2 separate regions of the Ovis aries genome follow, and region 2 is linked to region 1. The links are chromatin contacts, called in public Hi-C maps. All regions are on one chromosome and are shown on one strand. Each heading gives the region's core, a stretch centred on a gene start, on an enhancer-like site or on the middle of the called end of the contact. The rest is flanking DNA. Distances are from core to core; before and after follow the strand shown.

What was found. A called contact is a pair of places that touch in the nucleus more often than the background predicts.
Region 2: a Hi-C map of hypothalamus shows a contact between it and region 1, with 5 times the contacts expected there. The contact joins the promoter of EPC2 here to the enhancer-like site in region 1. A contact is called at or near these places in 4 of 16 Hi-C or Micro-C datasets (hypothalamus, muscle, skin fibroblasts and 1 more).

The regions. Positions count from the first base shown.
Region 1 is chr2:160,596,296-160,599,451 of ARS-UI_Ramb_v3.0, reverse strand. It overlaps KIF5C (kinesin family member 5C), which reads left to right. Exons shown (of 26, transcript XM_012137979.4): 16 at 2,314-2,502. Among named protein-coding and RNA genes, the nearest start is that of LYPD6B, 49 kb to the right of the region's middle. Within about 2 kb of position 1,436, at least 10 of the 54 cell types and tissues checked have an H3K27ac peak or open chromatin away from gene starts, as enhancers often do. A contact at or near this core is called in hypothalamus, where this site is marked.
Region 2 is chr2:160,901,665-160,905,013 of ARS-UI_Ramb_v3.0, reverse strand. EPC2 (enhancer of polycomb homolog 2) reads left to right here and starts at 1,606. Exons shown (of 12, transcript XM_060409981.1): 1 at 1,606-2,029. The coding sequence starts at 1,877.

The sequences.
Region 1 (3,156 bases), core at 187-2,686:
CAGGCAAGACGGAAGGGGGAGGCAGTCTCTTCTGCTGAATTAGCCATCCACACTGGGCCTCATGGTCTAGTACATACATTCCAGTCACTGTCAGACCCAGAGGAGAGTTATTAAATAAGCCTACAGCAGCAAACTCTGATTCTTCTTTTTAAAATAAGAGTATACTGGAATTACTGAAAACTCTGAAGTTATATGACTACATATATGAGCTTGTAAGTGGTAAGAAACCTTGCAGTTAATATTTGCCTGGAGTACTGTGTGTTTGTTTTTTTTTCCCCCATCAGGTGTAGATTCAAAATCTCCTTTTTGACCTCCTAGAATAAGTATAGGCTTCAGAAGTTATGGTTCTGGTTTGAGGGAAGAAATACCCAGTTCTCACTTTAGAGAATGCCCATTTTTGTGATTTATTTTTTTTCTACTCATCTCCAATTCAGATGTCACCTGGGCATAGAACACAATGTGCCCTCAGCTGAAGAACGTCTTAGAGGAGGAGGTGTTTGCTTCCTTCCCACGACACCCTAACTCGGTTCAGCAATGTTCTAACCCCCAGGAGGGTATAGGTTGTGAATTCCACACAAAAGAGATGGATGTCTCCTTACCTTTATACAGAAAGACAATACACAGGGCACACTTGGTCAGGCTAAAGAATGAGTTTCTCATCTCTGTACCATGTTGGACCGATCACCAAGGCACAAGGAGAAAACTGAACTTAAAGATTGTGGGGTTTTCTCATCTGTTATCTCCATGATACTGGATTATGAAAGAAGTGTAATGAGTGGATTTGGTAGGCAAATCGCTGGCAAACGGAAGTGTAACTGATTAGGAAGAACCTCCATTAAAGTAAGGGGCTTCCCTGGTGGCTTAGCTGGTAAAGAATCTGCCTGCAATGCGGGAGACCTGGGTTTGATCCCTGGGTTGGGAAGATCCCCTGGAGAAGGGAATGGCTACCCACTCCAGGACTCTGACCGGGAGAGTTCCTTGGACTGTATTGTCCATGGGGTCGCAGAGGGTCGGAAGGGACTGAGAGACTTTCACTTTCGCTTCTGTTCAAGTAAGATGGAGTCAGATGTTGATAATTGTGGATTTTCTTGCTGTGAACCTGAACTCTGTGTTGTGTTGATTGACCCTGAGATGTTTAGCAACATTGTTGGGGAATTTTTAGGGGAAGGTTGACACCAGATTTCAGGCACTCAGCACTGTCCTGTGTACTTTTTACCTGCTGCCAATTTTCAGGGTTGATAGACCACTCTGGGTTCATAGCTCTTAAATGTTTACTGAAAAAAATAGTCATACGATGAGCTAATGACAGCAATAATGACAAAAGTGGGCAGACGGAGTGTATTGTGAAACATCAAAAAAACAGAGTTGGAATCACTGTCTTAAACTGAAGCCTCTGTTCGTGGGATGGGTACTGGAGAGGGCTCTTGTTTTCTCCTGAGGTGCTAGGGTGCCCTCTGGTGGTTAAACAAAATATTCGCAGTTACTTTGCTCCTCAAGGCTATCTCTGCATCTCAGCAAGTGGGTTTCTATCCCAAGTATCTTGCTGCATTATTTGTATCCTGTAGAGCTCTGAAAATTAGACAACAAATATGAGATAGTAGAAGAATTCTTATTGTCAGAATCTTTTCTTCTAAAGGTGAATTTAAACTGTTATTCTCAGGTGATCTTAACTAAGCGAGATCCCTGTGTGCAGGCAGGTAGGGGCAAGGAAACATTGGTCATAATGAGAAGTCATGCAGGAAAACTTTCATCCAGAGCTGTTTCTGGTGATAACATGTTCTTTTTCATTAGATTCTTTAATTGAGAACTATATAGAGAATCCTCTGTATTTCAACCTTTGCTTATAGAAACATGTTCAAGCTCTTAGACTGCTTGTTTCTCTGGATAACAGACTGTAGAGAACATAATTGAAGTTTTGAATGATTTCTTTTGGGACTCCGGATCACCTTTAGGAACACTGGGTTTTGCTGCCCTTCCAGAAATGTAAGGAACACCTCTTCCGAGTTATCTCTTTTTAAAATTTCAATATTTTTTTCTACTGATATCATCTCTTTCATTCTAGAAAATCAATTGTAATGAAAAACCTGGTTAATTGAAGATTATATTAATTGAGGTTTTTCACTGGAAGTTTTATCTGAGGTTTCAGAGAACGTCAGGTGGAACCTATAGTTCAACTTGTGGTTCTCAGCTTGTGGTCCTGTGATTAGGGATTCTTAACCCAGAAATCCACAGACATCCCCATGGACAGGTTTCAGGGCCCTGTGAACCTCTGGCAGTCTTAGGCGTCATTGAGTGGTTCCCTCCTGTGCTCAGTTGGCAGATGTGAACGGAGTCATTGAAGAGGAATTCACCATGGCCCGGCTGTACATCAGCAAGATGAAGTCGGAGGTCAAATCTCTGGTGAACCGCAGCAAACAGCTCGAGAGCGCCCAGATGGACTCCAACAGGAAGATGAATGCCAGCGAGCGGGAGCTGGCAGCCTGCCAGCTGCTCATCTCCCAGGTAGGCCACGCCTTTGTTCATTATGTCACACCCTTGTGCTCTGGAAATCTGGTTCCTCCACGCTCCTGCTAAGGCTGTTGGTACCTAATATGGACTTATCCATGGCCTCCCAGGCAGTGACCGGCCAGGCTTATTCTTAAGGCTAGGTTTAGTTGTACAAATTACATGAATTACCTTCAGTCTTTTTTTTAAGGGATGTATCTACATATCTTTATCTAGCTATTTATAAATAAGTAGGTAGGTAGATAGGTAGGATAGATAGTGATGTATAATGAATGGAAAAGATTCAGTTCAGTTCAGTGGTACCCGACTCTTTGCCACCCCATGGACTGCTGCATGCCAGGCTTCCCTGGAAAAGTGGAAAAGATTGGGTGGCACCTAAAACACGTCTCAGCTAAGGCCGCATTCTTTGATCTTCTAATCTCTACCACGGATCCAGTTTAATATGGGACAATAGAAACTGCCGCCACCACCAGTATGGCAGTAGCAGGAAACGTTTTACTGAGTGCTTACAGTGCCCTGTATACTGTGTTAAGCACTTTGCATGCAACCTCTCACTTGATCTTTAGAAAAATTCTGATAGGCAGGTGTTATGATTGTCCTTGCTTTTTAGATAAGGAGAATGAGACTTGAAAGATTAAATATACTGTCCAG
Region 2 (3,349 bases), core at 357-2,856, 310 kb before region 1:
GGGTGCAGGGGTTAGGCTATGCCAGGCAGTCTGTATCCACCATTTTGCCTTCACAGGGGGAGGTGGAGAGAAAAGGGAGGAATTCAGGCAGGAAAAAGAGAGGAGAGTAAGTAAATGATCTGAGAGTAAGTAAATGATCTGAGAGAAAGTGGAGGAAGAGATGGAGCTTTGATGTCACATACGAATGACTAAGAGTAAGTTTTTTTTCTCTTCTAGATGTCAGCAAACTATCTACTTTCTTTGAATTAGGAAAGATATTTATCAATTATTACAAAATGGCAAAATGTTACACTCTTCCTAGGAATTTTGCAGGAAAACTGTAGTGCTTAAAGTCTAACCAAGGAACTCAGTTAAATGAGGCTGATGTCAACAATAGCTGGTGCTTGTTTGAGTCAGCTGGATCTTCTCTCCTCTTTAGAACTTCCTCTAACTGGTTCAGGCTTAAGAAGTCTCCTTTCTCGGAACTCTCCTGGCAATCAGGGTTTGTGGGACTCACTTGGTAATTAATCATGTCTACTGCCTTGTGTCATCACCTATACAGTGTTCTTCAAGGGATCAATTTTTCTTTTTTTTTTTTTTTTTACTGTCATTCTTCATTTTGCTTTCTGGTTGCCCTGCTCTTCAATTATTTACATCTCTTATTGTTATTCATCTTTCCAACCTTTCTGCCATCCCATCAATGTCAAAGTTGCACGAAGAACTTTGTATCTCAAACTTCTTTGCGCCTTCCACAGCACCAATATTTTAGACAGACCTGTCACTTTGGGAATGTGTGCTGCCTTGGTTAAATTTTATAAGCTTAATTTTTAAGAACTCTAGTTTTGAAATTAGAAATATCTATCATCCACTACGTAATTCTATGAAGTTTGGGAGACAGGTTCAAGTGCACTTGTTGCATCTGGCAGTCTCAAACGTTAAGCCTCACTGCAGGCGTTAGCATCCTCCCGGCGAAAGCGAGGATGCCTTACCTTGGAGAGCTCTTTCGGTCACGTACCGAAGAGAGGATGCGGGGAAGAGGGCTGGGGCCATGTGAGTTTTCCGGGTGGGCGAGACCCGGCAGGTCTGCGCCCCTCGGAGTCGCGAGAAGAAATGAACCTTTCACACTTCTCAGGGCTGTACGAATCGGAAGATGCGAACGAGCCGGCGCTCGAGGCGCCTTAGAAATAAGCTCTTCATAAGTACAGGCGCGGTGGGGCAGCTGTGGCGCCTGTTGACATCTTCCCTTCCCGCTTCAGCACAATCGCGCTGCTCAGCGCGGCTGTTCTGCGCGGCGCCTTCCTCGGGGTACCCAGCGAGCGGGGTGTCGGGGCCGCAGAGGCAGAGGCGCACGCTCAGGGGGCGCGGGTTAACTTGCGCACCTGGCACCTGCCACACGGCGAGGGCGCGGGCTGCCGAGCAGAGAGCGGCCGTCGCCGCCACCCCCTTTCTCCGGAGCGGCCGGAGGCTGAGCACGCACCCGCGGGCCGGCCGCGCAGCGGAGAGAGTGGGTGGGCAGGCGAGGGAGGGGAAGGGAGAGGAAGGAGGGAGGGAGGGAGAGGGCGAGGCGCGTCCCCGCGGCGGGGGCGCGCTCTCGCGCGGGCTGCCGGGATCGCTCGCCGCCGCTGTGGTAATGTCCGCCATGTTGGCCATGGCGCAGGGAGCGGATCGGGCGGGCGAGCGGCGGATCTAGTGTGTGGAAGCGGCCGCGGGCGGCGGGGGGCTGTTTTCGGGCGGGGTGGGCGCCCATGCTGTGGCCGGGGGCAGTGAGGAGGAGGAGGAGGAGCGGGCCGGCCGCGCTGCACTGAGGAAGGAGGTGGAGGAGGCGGCGGGAGTCCTCCCCCCCTCCCCGCCCGCCCCGCCGCCGCCGCCCGGGCTGTTCCTGTGAGGCGGGGAGACAATGAGTAAACTCTCCTTCCGAGCGCGGGCGCTGGACGCCGCCAAACCGCTGCCTATCTACCGCGGCAAGGACATGCCTGATCTCAACGACTGCGTCTCCATCAACCGGGCCGTGCCCCAGATGCCCACCGGGATGGAGAAGGAGGAGGAATCGGTAGGGACTCGAGTGTTTATTACCCCCCCTTCTCTCCTCCCCCCTCCCCTTTGTCAGTCGGGCCTCGCCATTCACAGAGCGCTTTACGCTCGCTGGAGGGCGCCGCTGCCGCTCCATCGCATGGGACCCTACGCCGGCGGAGTAGCGTAAACCCTCTCGGCCGGCGCAGCGCCCGCCCGCGGCCGCCATGTTGTTGCGTCCCAGTGTTGTGATTAGCTCGCAGCGCCGCTTACGCTGCCGTAAGGGGGCCTTGCCGTAAGCGGCGGCCGGGAATGGCGCAGGGGATGTTCTGGCCGCACTTGGCGTACGGCCTCTGTTTACCTACCCCCCAACACCTCGCACCTCGGGTGTGGTATTAATTAATCGGCAAGGGACCCTTTGGCTAGGGAAGATTGCCCCCCGCTCCAACACACACACACTTTTAGCTTTAGTTTCGCATTAGGTTCTCTTTGATATGAGTTACGGAAAGTAAAGCGCTTTCAAAACAAACATTATCTTCCCCCTAGCAAGGTAATCTCGTTCCTCGGCCCTCGTTGGTGCAGAGGGATGGAGGTGATGGTGCAGCACTGCGGCGGGAGAGGGCGGGGGCCGCGACTAGTAGCAGGATGTAGCGTTAGAAAGCCGCTGACCGGCTAGCTCCGTGGCCCGGAGCTAGTCGTTTCTGCCTGCCTAGGGGGGACAGCGCCCGCTCCGTGCGTTGTGTTAGAAAGGGACCGAGGATGTGCTGTCCTCCGGTGGCGTCCCCGACAATTGTCACGGCTTGGCGGACGGGGCGGGGGCATCTTTTAGAAGTTGAGGACCTACTGCATCCAAGTTGACAGCTGCATTTAAAAAAAATTAATAATAGCAGTTTAGGGCAAAAATGCTTTCCCCCCGATGGCCTACATTTTGGATACGGTTGAATTTCACCTGGCTTGACAGTGTTGATGACTCTTGGAGTGGTGGTACTTGGCGTGCGAAGTTCATAGTAACTGCACCCTCAAGAATTTCTTCAATGAACCTGTGGTCCCGCCTTATTGTCAACCCCGAGTGTGTGTGGATTGGTTCTCTTGCTTCTGTGACTGTCAAAAGAAGGCCCAAGGTTTCTGTGATTGGTTTTCTCTTTTGACTATTAATATTGCAGGAAATGCTTTTATGCTTTTGATTGGCTGCTCGAGTTGTGACCTCATTATATTACCTTGCTGTTACTACTTTCTGCTGTGATTTAATCACATTTCTCGGTGTTCGATTATTTGAAAGCCTGGGCTTTCTGTAGAAAACGAGTATGTCCTCAATATTAGATGAACATTGAACTTAAAAAAAATAAGATGAAAACCCAAG